Regions from separate parts of the Sus scrofa genome. Here region 1 is linked to region 2. Evidence: chromatin contacts called from public Hi-C data. All regions are on one chromosome and are shown on one strand. Each heading gives the region's core, a stretch centred on a gene start, on an enhancer-like site or on the middle of the called end of the contact. The rest is flanking DNA. Distances are from core to core; before and after follow the strand shown.

Region 1 (6,416 bases), core at 1,343-3,842, 400 kb before region 2:
CATTGAATTCTTTTTTTTTTTTTTTTTTTTTTTTTGCTTTTTAGGGTTGCACCAGAGGCATATGGATGTTCCCAGGCTAAAGGTCTAGTTGGAGCTATAGCTGACATTCTACACCATAGCCACAGCCACAGCAATGCCAGATCCGAGCCATGTCTGTGACCTACACCACAGCTCACAGCAATGCTGGATCCTTAACCCACTGAGCGAGGCCAGGGATTGAATGCTCGTCCTCATGGATCCTAGTTGGGTTCGTTACCGCTGAGCCACAATGGGAACTCCCATCATTCATTGAATTCTTAAATAATCCTATGAAATAGGACTGTCTATTTCTGTTTTACAGCCAAAGAAATGGGTTAAAGAGAGACGGAGAGATTAAATAACATGCTCACGGTCACACAGGTTGATAGCAGAACCAGATGGTCTGGCTGCAAACTCAAGCTCTTAACCACTTTATCAGAGGAGCCAGGAGCCCTGGGTTCCAGACCCAGCGCTGCCATTTGCAAGCTGTATCACCTCAGACGAGTCCTCCAAACTCTCTGTGGCTCAATTTTCTCATCTGAAGAATGGGACTAGACCTGTCCCACCAGGTTTATTGGGAGGGTCAAACAAGATAGTGACTATGGAGGCCCTTTGTCAGCGGAGACACAGGGGCCCCATCAGAGGCAACACAAGATAGCAGGGTTTTTTTTAAGAGCAGTGGTGGTCTGCAAATGCTCTTGGTTGCACACTTCTATCAGGTAAAAACATTTTGAGCACACGTGCATATACATATAGATACATGAGCATATATACACTGTTAATAGTGTAAATGTATATCATGAAATGGATACAAAGATTTAAAAGATGAAATAAAATATGCAGACATTTAAATGATTGATTAATTATTTATTATGTGTTCCTGCACACCAAAGCTCTTCCTGGCACAAGATGCCTCCCTCTGAGGTGCAGTGGTTATTATATAGGTGCTGGGGCCGGACCATCTGGGTTCAGACTCAAGTCCACCAAGCAGAGTGATCTGGGGCACCTGCTTTGCACTCTGAATTGTAATTGAGGGTTAAGAGAACTGTACCTTCCTTGCAGTGGGTGGTGAGGTTTATTTTTTTTAATCTTTTTTTTTTTTTTTTTTTTTTTTTTTTTTGTCTTTTTAGAGCCACTTTTTTTGGCATGTGGAGGTTCCCAGCCTAGGGGTTGAATGGGAGCTACAGCTGCCAGCCTACACCACAGTCACAGCAACATGGGATCTGAGCCACGTCTGTGACCTACACCACAGCTCATGGCAACGCCGTATCCCTGACCCACTGAGCGAGGCCAGGGACTGAACCTGTATCCTCACGGATACTAGTCTGATCAATTTCCACTGTGCCACAGTGGGAACTCCTGATCTTTATTTTAAAATGTTGCTATTTTGTCCATCATGGATATTTTGCATGAATTTTGAAATTTAAAAAATTGTGTTAAAATATTACATATCCTGATTACTGAGATTTTTGATATCTCCTTAAATTTTGCACCTGAGATGAGCACTTGGTTTACTCTAGTCCAGGCCTCTGTCTGTGTGGCAGATACTAGTGGTGGTCCCCATCCTGCAGAGGAGGGCACTACATTTCAGAGAGGTTAAGTAACTTGTCCCAGTATGCACAGCTGACTGTATGAGAGAGATGGGATTTGAACCCAGGTCTGTGGGACTCTTGAGAGCTGGCTCTTGACAGCTTTTCTGGGTGACCTCCCATGGACCTGGTACACACTTGAAATGAGGGCCTTGAGATCTTCTTAGTTTTGAGTTCAATCTTCTGAGTCTTCAGGTGAGGAGAAGTACATACTTTCCCAGAACCACATGGTGGGTCAATCTACTGATTCCTGGTACTCTTTTCCAGAGGGCAATGCCAAATGCAAAGAAGAGTATTGATCATGGGACTTCGGGGTGTGAGGTGGTGTTAGTTGCTTTCTTTAGACCATGCCTGAGAGTGAAGGAGACTCCTCCTCAGTATTTATCCCAGATATACTAGGCCACTTGGCTCTTCATGGTCTTGCTCCTGGCTTTAGTGACCCCTGCATGGACCCTAGCTTCCCCCCATGAACTAAGGAATCCTCGGCTGAGATGCCAGGGGAACAATCTGCAGTGCTGCAGTAGGCCACTAGAGGGCGTGTGGAGCACACATTTGGAGGAGCTTGCCAGTGCCTGATGGAAACTGTACCCAGGCGCCTGAAAAAGGCTTGGATCCTGGAGGCCTCTGGCCCCTTCCTCCCAAGGCCCTTGAAAGACTTACGTCTGACTTCTGTCTTGTGCTTGCATTCCTGTAGGACCTTCCATGACATTTCTGATTGGAGCTACCACCCCTTGGTTCAATTTTTGCCCTTTGGGGTCACACAAAATACATCCTTCTGACAAGCATTCATTCGTATTCATTCATTGGATACATGCTAAATGCCTATTCTGGGCTAGGCTCTGTGCTGGGGGCACAGAGAGGACATCTGGATCCAAAGACCACTTAGAATCTCAGAGTTTGGGAGGCAGGCCAAGTCCAGCCCTTGGGAAGGAGGGAGAGCTGGGATACTAGGGACCTTGGCTCTGTCCATCTGTTCCAGGCTTCTCAAGATGTCTCTGTTCTCTCTCTTTCAGCATATGACTGTGAATTCTTTAACAAAGGTAAGCTCATCTTCCCCCACGTGGCCCCTTGGGAGCTGGGGCACTGCCAGTCCTGCCCTGGTGCCTCACTAGCATCAGCCATCCTGAGGCCCTGCAGGAAGATACCATTATCGAGAGACAGCCCTGACAGTGCAGGGCCCAGGGCTGTTCCGGGACTACTCTCTGCAGCTCCTGCAGCCTCTGTCCAGAGCCCAGGCCAGGCTATCTTCCTGGGATGAGCTCATGCAGGACAGCTTCACCAGGACCTGAAAATCCCACTTGCATCAGTGCTGCCCCCTTGCCTTATAATCTAGCTCATCAGATGGAACATTTTCTTGGGTCTCTGAAGCTTTGAGTTGGCAGAGGCAAATGCCACCTGCTCTTCCTGAGGATGGCTAGGCCAAAACTTATGGCCCAGCATAGCCTGTTATATTCATCTTCAAGTTTAGCCAGGGTCACAGGGTAGCAGGATATGCTCCAACTTCTGCATTAAGCACATCATGACCAAAGACCTCAGGGAGGTTAATGTCCAGCATTAGAACCAATTAGTCCATCTCGTCACTAGGCTTGTGGGGAGCAGAGAGGGGAGGGCTGCCCAGGAGTAGTTTCCAGCACTGATCTTTGTGCAATGAGGCCAGGTTGGCAGAATTAGGTGCTTAAGTCCTTGGTGCCATTCGCCTTTGACTTCTAGAGTCCTTTGTGCCCCTACTTCCAGATACCATCCTGCCAGGAGCAGGCCTATATGGGTCTGGACCCAAGGCTTTGTCCTCAGTTACCTGCATTATCAGATTTTGGTTTGAAAAACATCCTCCCCATGAGAGTAGATTGGGTGAAATTATGGGGGACTGACTAGAAAGGCAAGGATACCAGTTAGGGGGTCCATGAGAATGAGGGCTGACATGATAATTCATAGTGACTGCAGTCTCACCAAAATGTTAGCCCCCTGAAGGGCTCCTGATGGCTCTAACCTTTAACCCCTAAAGGCATGAATCTGTCTCAGGAGGATGCAGTCCCTCACAGGCGGGGTCTGTCTGACACCAGACACGACATTTCAGCAAGACGGCTCTGAGCAGAGTTTGCTCCCTTCTGTGGCATTTTGAGTGGCAGTAACTGGCAAAGGACAAGCTGTTTCTAGCATCCTCCACCCACCCACCCGTCCTGTTCTTACTCTGCTCTTCTACCAGCATTTTCTCTGGTCTCTTGCTGGGCGCTGGGGATTCAGCAGTTAAGATACCTGTCCCGGTGGAGCACTGGAGCCGGTGCCTGCTGGCTCGCTAGGACTCCCTGTGTGTGTTCTCCCCTCCACATCCAGTTGGAATTTTGAGGTTGACTGCTGGTGGGAGCCTTTACACCATGGAAACCTGCAAACATCACCAAATGGGGTTTCATTTGTTCTTTTTTTTTTTTTTTTTTTTTTTTTTTGTGAGCTGATTGTTAACCATTTCCCAGCACAGCACTGCCTGGACCCCTGATTGAGACCCTTCTCATAAGAGATGTGCTCAGCATGTGCTGAGCATGGAGGCTGCTGGAGCGCAAGTGGGAGGATGCTTGTGTGTGGGGAGAGGGTGTGGGGAGAGCTTCACGGAGGAGGTGACATTTGAGCTGGGCCCCAGAGATTGAGTAGGCGTTCGTTCGCCCCAGGCACAGCAGGGGAGGACTGCGCTGAGTGGGTGGGACAGTGAGAGTGGTGGTGCGCAATGAAGGACACAGCCGCTGGGCTCTTACAAGGAAGAGCAAGAGCAGTTCAGTGTGGCAGGGGCAGGGGTGGGGCGTGAAGGGCCCCTGAATTCTTGCCAGGCCCTTGGATTCTATCCTGAGGGCAAAAGGGGAGCCATGGAGGAGTCGCAGCAGGGAGTGTGGCAAGGAAGGTGACTCGGGTGCTGTGGGGAGGAGGCTCCAAGGGTGGGCATACCAGAGGCAAGCAGGTCGGTTGCAAGGCTGATGTTGTTGTCTAGGAAACCCATGCCCCTGTCCAAACTGTACCAACCACCACAGAACCCGAGAGATACAGAAGTGACGCGTGTTTGAAATAAGTAGCTAAAGCTGAGCCCAAGCCTTCCCAGCCTTTATCCTCCAACCCTTGGGTGGGCAGAGATGAGGCCTGATGTCTTCTGCCAGAGCCCACCCTGAATGGAGCAGTGGCTGGAGTGATAGAGTCTTAGAAAGGGGGACATACCCCTGGAGAGACATCTGGGGGCCCCAGAGGCCCTCCAAGGGTGGCCTCGTTTCGAAGCTTCTTCTGAAATGATTCAGGAGCTCTGCAGAGGGTCAGTTCCCATCAGGGGCTGACAGCCTGTGGCTTCCGTCCGCTCCTCCTCATGGAAACCAAGAGGCCAGGATGAGGGAAGTGACCCAGAGCAGCTCTTTGGCATCCTCTGGCGAGGGCTGGGCACATAGGGATGGGAGGTGGGCAAAGGCCCAGAGAGGCAGGGCTTACCACTGGACCCCCTCTCTCCAGCACTAGGCAAGGGCCCCTACCAGCTGGCCAGCTTGGCAGCTGGTGGTGCCCTGGTGGCCGTGAAGGCAGCAGGCAGTGCCATCGACCTAGTGAGAGCGGAAGATGTAGTGCCGGGAGACATTGTGAACTTCCTGCTGACGGCTGCTCTGTTCAAGGCCAAGGCCCACGGTAAGGTCCCCCCTCTGGACCCCCTGCAGCCCTGGGTGGAGGGAGGTGGATGCTGGAGGAGGGGAGAATGCCAGGCCCTAACTGGCTATCGTAGCTGGAGAAACAGGTGCCCCTTTCCCAGCGGAGACAGGGTTCCTGGTGAGCCTCTTAGCTTCTTTGAAGAGACACCTTCCATCCTCTTGAAAAGACCACGGAGGCCAAGGTCCAGATGTACCTTTGTACTTTGCTTCACACAATGGCTGTGCTCTAGAAAAGCTAGGCGACAACACCTCCCCCTTCCCTCCCTCCCCGGGCCTCTTCTTCTTAGTCTCCCTCTTCTTCCTCGCCTTGCCTTCTCCTCTCCATTTTTAAGACTGGATAGACTTTTTTTTTTTAATTTTATAATGATTTTTATTTTTTCCATCATAGCTGGTTTACAGTGTTCTGTCACTTTTCCACTGTTCAGCAAGGTGACCCAGGCACACATACATGTATACATGCTTTTTCTCACATGATCACGCTCCATCACAAGTGACTAGATATTGTTCCCAGTGCTACACAGCAGGATCTCATTGCTTAACCATTCCAAAGGCAATCGTTTGCATCTATTAACCCCAAATTCCCAGGCCATCCCACTCCCTCCCTCTCCCCCTTGGCAACCATAAGTCTGTTCTCTATGTCCATGATTTTCTTTTCTGTGGAAAGGTTCATTGGTGCCATATATTAAGATTGGATAGACTTTAAATGCCAAAGGGGAGGTGTTCCCTGAAGCCTCAGCAGGTTGAGGATCCAGCGTTTTCACAGCTGTGGCTCGGGTTTGATCCCTGGCCTGGGAACTTCTGCATGCCACACGTGGAGCCAAAAAAAAAAAAAAAAAAAAGACTGATCTGTTGACTTTGGTGGGACCTTCTGTGGGAGGAGCAGGCTCTTGATGTGCTCAGGTTACCACCCTGAGCTCTGGGCTGGTGGCTTGTGCAGATGGAGGTGTGCCTGGGACCGCCAGCCTCCTGAGTCTCAGACAGCCAGCAGACCCGAAGGGCTTAGCTGTAGTGGATGCCCTCTTCTCTTCTGAGGTCATCAGTGCCTGAAGGGTGGCAGGACCTTGCTCGGGTGGTGAATGACCCCAGGTGGTGTTTATGTTCGGCCCTGGGTCAGCCAAGGCCTCAGTTCAGCAGTGCTAGGGAG
Region 2 (6,029 bases), core at 3,516-6,015:
AAGCTATGATTTCACCATAATTTATTTAAGCAATCGCCCTACAATTTCAATTGTTTCCATGTATTTGTTTTTGTCATTATAAATTAGACTGCAATGGATGGCATCATACTTTATCTTCCAATGCATCCATAACAATTTCCTTAGGCCAGTTTTATTTTTTTATGGGATGGAATTTCAGAGCTGGAATGGCCTTTGGATGTCATTATGTCCACAACCTCCTATTTGCTCAGAAGGGAATAAGGGGAACAGAGAGTTCTGTCTTGCCAGAGGACAAAGACAGCAACAGAACCAAGTGCCCAACACTCCACCCATTAAAATGGGACCTTCCCAAAGGATTTCACACTCTTCCCTGAAACCCTAGAGCCTTCAGTGCTGGGCCACTGACTCTGACTCTTTGCCATAGTTTTAAAATTCTTCTACTAAATATTCATTTGTTCATCCAATTATAATCTTCCTGAGGGTAATTCTGGCTTTTATATTTCCTTGTAGCCTGTTGCATAGTGCTCTAGACATCTAGGTAAGCACTTCACAAATACCTGCTGAAGGATCAAGGATAACTAAAAAGTTTCTTCCTTACTGCTTGGGAGAATCACTGGCACAAGTGGGAAAAGAAGCGTCTTTGAAGAGTAAAAGAAGTTGTTAATGAGTTAGAGCATTGAGACACCTACAACTTGCAGTTGGAGGAGTAGGCTTGGAGACAAAAGGTCAGGTTCAAGTTTCAGCTCAGCCCATCCATGTGAGCCAGGGGAGTGCAATTAACCAATTAGGGCTTGTCTGGGAAGCAAGGATAATGCCTATCTTGCCACCTTCATATGAAAACATGGAGGTGAAAGCACTTCATAGTAGGAATTCCCACTGCAGCTCAGTGGTAACGAACCTGACTGGTGTCCATGAGGATGCAGGTTCAATCCCGGGCCCTGCTCAGTGGATTAAGGATCCGGTGTGGCCATGAGCTGAGGCGTAGGTCGCAGACATGGCTCAGATCCCACATTGCTGTGCCTGTGGTGTAGGCCAGCAGGTGCAGCTCCAATTCGACCCCTAGACCAGGAACTCCCATATGCCATGGGTGCAGCCCTTAAAAAGAGAGAGAGAGAGAAAGTACTTCGTAGTGATTAAAGAGGTCCACGAGTGCTCTGACTGCTGTCAGATGATCATAAATGGAAATGCAGCTGCTCCTGTGAATCCTGGAGTGGCCTCCAGACCCGTGCTCCTAGGGTACCATTCCCCCAGTTTCCACTGCACACACAAATCCATTAAGGGAAGCTCTGGCTACATATTTCAGGCAAGAATGAGTGTTTTCTTGGAGCAGAACTTCAGGTACAGAGGAAACTATTATTCCTTGTTCGAGTCATCCACAATTCCTCCTCATCTCCAGAGAGAAAGTGACAAGGTAGAAAGAGCACTGGACGGAGGAAATGAGACCTGAGTTCTGTTTCCCCTCCCCACCCCATCCCTATGCTTCCCCTTTTTCAGTCCTTGATTTCCCCATCTCTAAACTGAAAGAGTCAGGCCAGACGAGCTCTAAGTCCTCATCCATTCCTGACATTCTAAGGATTCCAGGATAAAAATGAATGGCTTCAATAAGAAGCAAAATCTCTTCCCTTCAAAAGAGTTCTTTGGGCTCAGTTTGACTTTCAACCTTTGGGTTTTCGAAGTTCTTAAGCACAAACATCATGAATTCCAAACCACCTGCTTTATATAGAGTTCATGTGGTCAGAATCTCCCTGAGCTCGGGTGAGGTTTCAAGATATACAGTCCCAAGAAGATAGGGTAATATACACTGTCACCCTATTCTGGAAAGGATCTTGGCCCCAAAACAGAAAATTCAGCATTAGGTATATTTATAAACTCAGTTTAGTGTGAATCAATGACTGGGCTTGGGTTTCACTAATGCTTAGACATCAAATGCAACAAAATATTTCTTGGTCTGTGACACTTGGCCAAAGGAGAGTGGCTAAGAACTGTCCCTTCCACATGTGCCATGCAATTCCCCACTTTAGAGGAAAAAAAAAAAAAAAGAATTAAAAAAAAAAATCTCAACTAAAAGGATATAACCAAGAACCAGGAGGACAGTGATGGAGGGGAGACAGAAATTTCTGAAAAGTAGAATCAGATTTCTAGCCTCGGTGCTGCCATCACGGCACTCTCTTTCCTCTTTGTTTCAGTTTTCACATTTACAAAGTGAGGAAGTATCTTTTTCCATTTCTGATTCTCTAAAACTTCTAAGACTTTAGGACATTTAAGGTGACAGTGAAGAGAGTGCAAGAATGTCAAGAACTCTGCATCTGGGCTCTCTTTTTCAATCCACAGCATTTGTGAGACCACAAACCTGCTCTGGGACATGTCCAGCATCCCCAAAGCAACCAGGATCTAAACATTCTGAACAAACCCACATTAAGGTTTGGATCTTGTATAAGTCACTCCCCATGAAATTCTGATAAATCACCAGCAGCCAGCACTTAGCATCTGTAAGCTTCGATCTTTCTGCACTGGCCAGGAGAGTCCTGAAGCAACCTGTTACCCAGCCAGAGACATTCATACCCAGAGCCACAGCAAGTCCGCTGTCAGAAAGAGAAGATAGGGACATCTAACCTCCTGATCGCCCCAGAGTTCAAGGGCAGAGGAAGCCAAAACGTAATGAACTGACACAAGCCCAGGCCTGTGCTGGATGCTGGCAGCTTTCATACACCATCTCATTTCATCCTCACCCAAGGGCAGAAATATTTCCCCATTTCCCAATGAGGAAATAAGCTCAGAGAAGTTAGGCTAATTCATTTGGCCAGCATGCACTAAGTACCTACCTGGGATGTGTCAGGTACTCTGCGATGCACTGAGGCCACAATGCTGAGCCAAACAGATGCAGCTCCTGCCTGGATGGAGCTGACAGTCTAGGAGATGGGAATTAAAGAATCCTACAGAAAACAGCACAAAGGAGAGGCTGAGTGCTCTGAGAAGTGATAAAAGGGAAACATGATTAATTAGGGATGTCAAGGGAAGACTTCCCTGAGGGGGAGACTAAGTTGAGGTCTGGGGGGAGGGATTGATATAAGTCAAAATGAAGGAGGAGTCCAGGGATACGTGTGGCAAACAAGGGAACATGAGCTGCAAAGGCACTACGGTGGGAAATACAGGACATAGTCCAGTACCCAGGCCGGAGTACAGGTCAGCTAGAGATCAAGAGCTAGCATGGTCAGAACAGGGGCTGGAAAGGCAGGCAGGGGGCAGACCACGCAGGCCTGGTAACCACTAAGGATAATGTCTTTATCATAACAGCAACGGGAAGCCACTGGAATGTGACACACGGGTTTGAAAAGATCTTCCAGCTGAGGTAAGGAACACAGACGGGAGCAGAGGGGGAGCACATGCGGGAAGATAGGACACCAGCCAGGGGCTGCTGCTGCTGCAGGATCCAGCAAGAGGGGACCGTGGCCTGAACGATGGTGGTGATGGAGAGGGCCCAGCCACCACGACCACACAATCAGGCAGCTGGCAGAGCTGAGAGTCACACCTCAGCCTGTCTGACTTCAAAGCCACATTTCTCTCTACCTCGCCATTTATTCATTCATCCAGCAATTAGTTACTAATCAGCTATTAGGTGCCAGGCCTATGCCAGGTGCTGGAGATACTGCCCTGAATGAAGGTGATGCCACTCCCTGGAATTTAGAGTCTAGACATTAAACAAATAAGAACGCAAAGAGATGAATACAATTACAGTTTGGGAAGAATATCAGGAAGGAAGAATAGTGTGATCAGAGATTTTTTTGGGGGGGGGTCTTTTTGCCCTTTCTAGGGCCGCTCCTGCGGCATATGGAGGTTCCCAGGCTAGGGGTCTAAGAGAGCTGTAGCCACCAGCCTATGCCAGAGTCACAGTAACTCGGATCCAAGCCGCATCTGCGACCTACACCACAGCTCACGGCAATGCTCATCCTTAACCCACTGAGCGAGGCCAGGGGATCGAACCCGCAACCTCATGGTTCCTAGTCGGATTAGTTAACCACTGAGCCACAATGGGAACTCCATGATCAGAGATTTTTTAACAGAGATATAATCTATAAGCCATGAAGATCTTCCAACTGTTGATAATATAAAAGAGCCACTTGCCAGATGCACAGAAGTGAAGGACCTCAGGAAGCTTTGCCTCTCAGAGCTGGATCTTGAGCATGGCATCCCGGGCCGGCTCAGGAGCCCCGTCTCAAGCCCTGCGCCAACCCGGCCGAAACAGAAGCCTTTCTAAAAGCAACTGCTATCTCTCTCTCTCTCTTTTTTTTTTTTTTAAAAAGCAACTGCTATCTCTTAATATGCCCACATCCCAAACACAGTCACTCCCACTTGTTCAGATGTTTGTACAGCGTTTCACAATTAGTTAGATCTTTCACATAAATGCATTCATATGAACCCCATGGCCACTGCATGCAGAATGGAGGTAGGTTTTAAAATCATACTTGAGAGATAAAGGAATTGACTCTAGACAGATGAAGTGACTTTACTAAGGTCACCCAATGAGGAAGGCACCCAGACCCACCATCCAGCTCTCACTAGAAGCACTTTGGGCCAGGAAATAGAATCTCAGATGAGACAGCTGCAGGTCACCGAGCCTGGATAATGTCACCCAGGAGTCCCATGAAGTTCCCGAGAACAATGATCAGGAACATTAAGCAGCTTGGGAAAGGTTTCTAGAATGCAGCTCCACCAGCCTGAGACACAGGTACCTTGCCAACTTTCCCAGATTAGAACAGGTTCTCTTGGACTCTTTCCAAGTGCCTCTGACTAACCGAGAAAAGTATTTTTCCATTGCAAGCACTGCAGGCAGGCACCAGACTCTCCTGAAGGGGGAGGGCAGAGGCTGCATCCCAGATTCCCATACAGACAAGTGTACAGTTGTCCTGATACCACGTGAACTGCCCTGGCTAGCACCCACCACTGGGCATGGGTACCTTGCCCAGCATGTCTCCATTGTGACACTGCAGACATTTGAGGCTGGGCATTTCTTGGTTGTGGGGGCTGCCCTTGTATTGTAGGATATTTAGCCGCATTCCTGGCCTCTAACTAAATGCCAGTAGCACCCCCTTCAAATGTGACAACCAAATATGTCTCCAAACATTGCAAATGTCCCCTAAGGGACAGAGTCACTGGTATAAGGACTATGGAAAGCATTGTCTACTTCTCCTTCCTCATGCTACCCACCCATCCCATCCCACCTTCCTGGACAGAGTTGTGGTCACTGTGCATAAACTCTGGTTCGTCAACATCACACCACTACTGTCTTCTAGAACAAGACTGGAGACAGCCTCTGTGCCAATGTGGCTGCAGGTAGGTCCCAGGAACAATTTACCACTGGAGCTTGTGACAACAACTAGAGGCACGTAAGTCCTTGTTGCACTAATGAGCTGCTTCTGACCCTGTGAGCAAATCTTGTTCCCATTAACATGAGCAGCTGGGTCTGATTAGGCCGGAAGCCCTGGGTGTTTCTTCTCAATGACATTGTGCCTGGGCAAAGGCTTCCACGGCTGCTGGGGTGGAGTGAGGGGGCAAAACTGGAGAATCAAATGGCAGGAGACTTCCATCTGCCCCAAACGCAGTGCAACAACCAGGACGCTCAAACATCCCAGCTTTTAACCACTCTGGTCTTAGGAGGAAGGGGAAAGTGACAAAGTGCATAAACAAGAGATCTGAATTAACAAGTTAATTAAACAGCTGAAACATTACCCCCAAATCACACTCTCAAGTGGAGGTGGAGACCTGAAGCTAAGCCCCAGAGCAGCTGGGGTGACTCAGATGGTGTCAGGGATGTGGGTTCCAACCTCCCGCCCTGAGGGCTGGGCTGTTGGCCCAGACGTGGAAATCAGCATGAGTTCCAAGGCTGCTGGGCTGGAATCAAAGCAGCAACATCTCTGTCTTTCATTAGGCGGCTGCCTAACCAGTTAACGGGTTTACTGACAGACTGAGCTAAACTCACTACCATTCGGGAGTAAGTGTATTTTCCTGCACAGCAATTCTTTGAAGACTAAGCATGAAACGCCTACCTGTTA

What was found. Hi-C and Micro-C count contacts between places; a contact is called where the count stands out from the background.
Region 1: a contact with region 2 is called in a Hi-C map of skeletal muscle, with 5 times the contacts expected there. The contact joins two enhancer-like sites. A contact is called at or near these places in 2 of 5 promoter capture datasets (fetal liver and liver), 24 of 47 Hi-C or Micro-C datasets (alveolar macrophages, blood, brain and 14 more) and 1 of 2 datasets of contacts at active chromatin or transcription factors (skeletal muscle).

What each region holds. Positions count from the first base shown.
Region 1 is chr2:41,540,432-41,546,847 of Sscrofa11.1, reverse strand. It overlaps OTOG (otogelin), which reads left to right. Exons shown (of 57, transcript XM_021083273.1): 32 at 2,621-2,647; 33 at 5,085-5,252. Among named protein-coding and RNA genes, the nearest start is that of OTOG, 47 kb to the left of the region's middle. Within about 2 kb of position 2,592, at least 3 of the 83 cell types and tissues checked have an H3K27ac peak or open chromatin away from gene starts, as enhancers often do. A contact at or near this core is called in skeletal muscle, where this site is marked.
Region 2 is chr2:41,144,982-41,151,010 of Sscrofa11.1, reverse strand. The region is part of intron 8 of SERGEF (secretion-regulating guanine nucleotide exchange factor); the gene reads right to left. Among named protein-coding and RNA genes, the nearest start is that of SERGEF, 34 kb to the right of the region's middle. Within about 2 kb of position 4,765, at least 10 of the 83 cell types and tissues checked have an H3K27ac peak or open chromatin away from gene starts, as enhancers often do. A contact at or near this core is called in skeletal muscle, where this site is marked.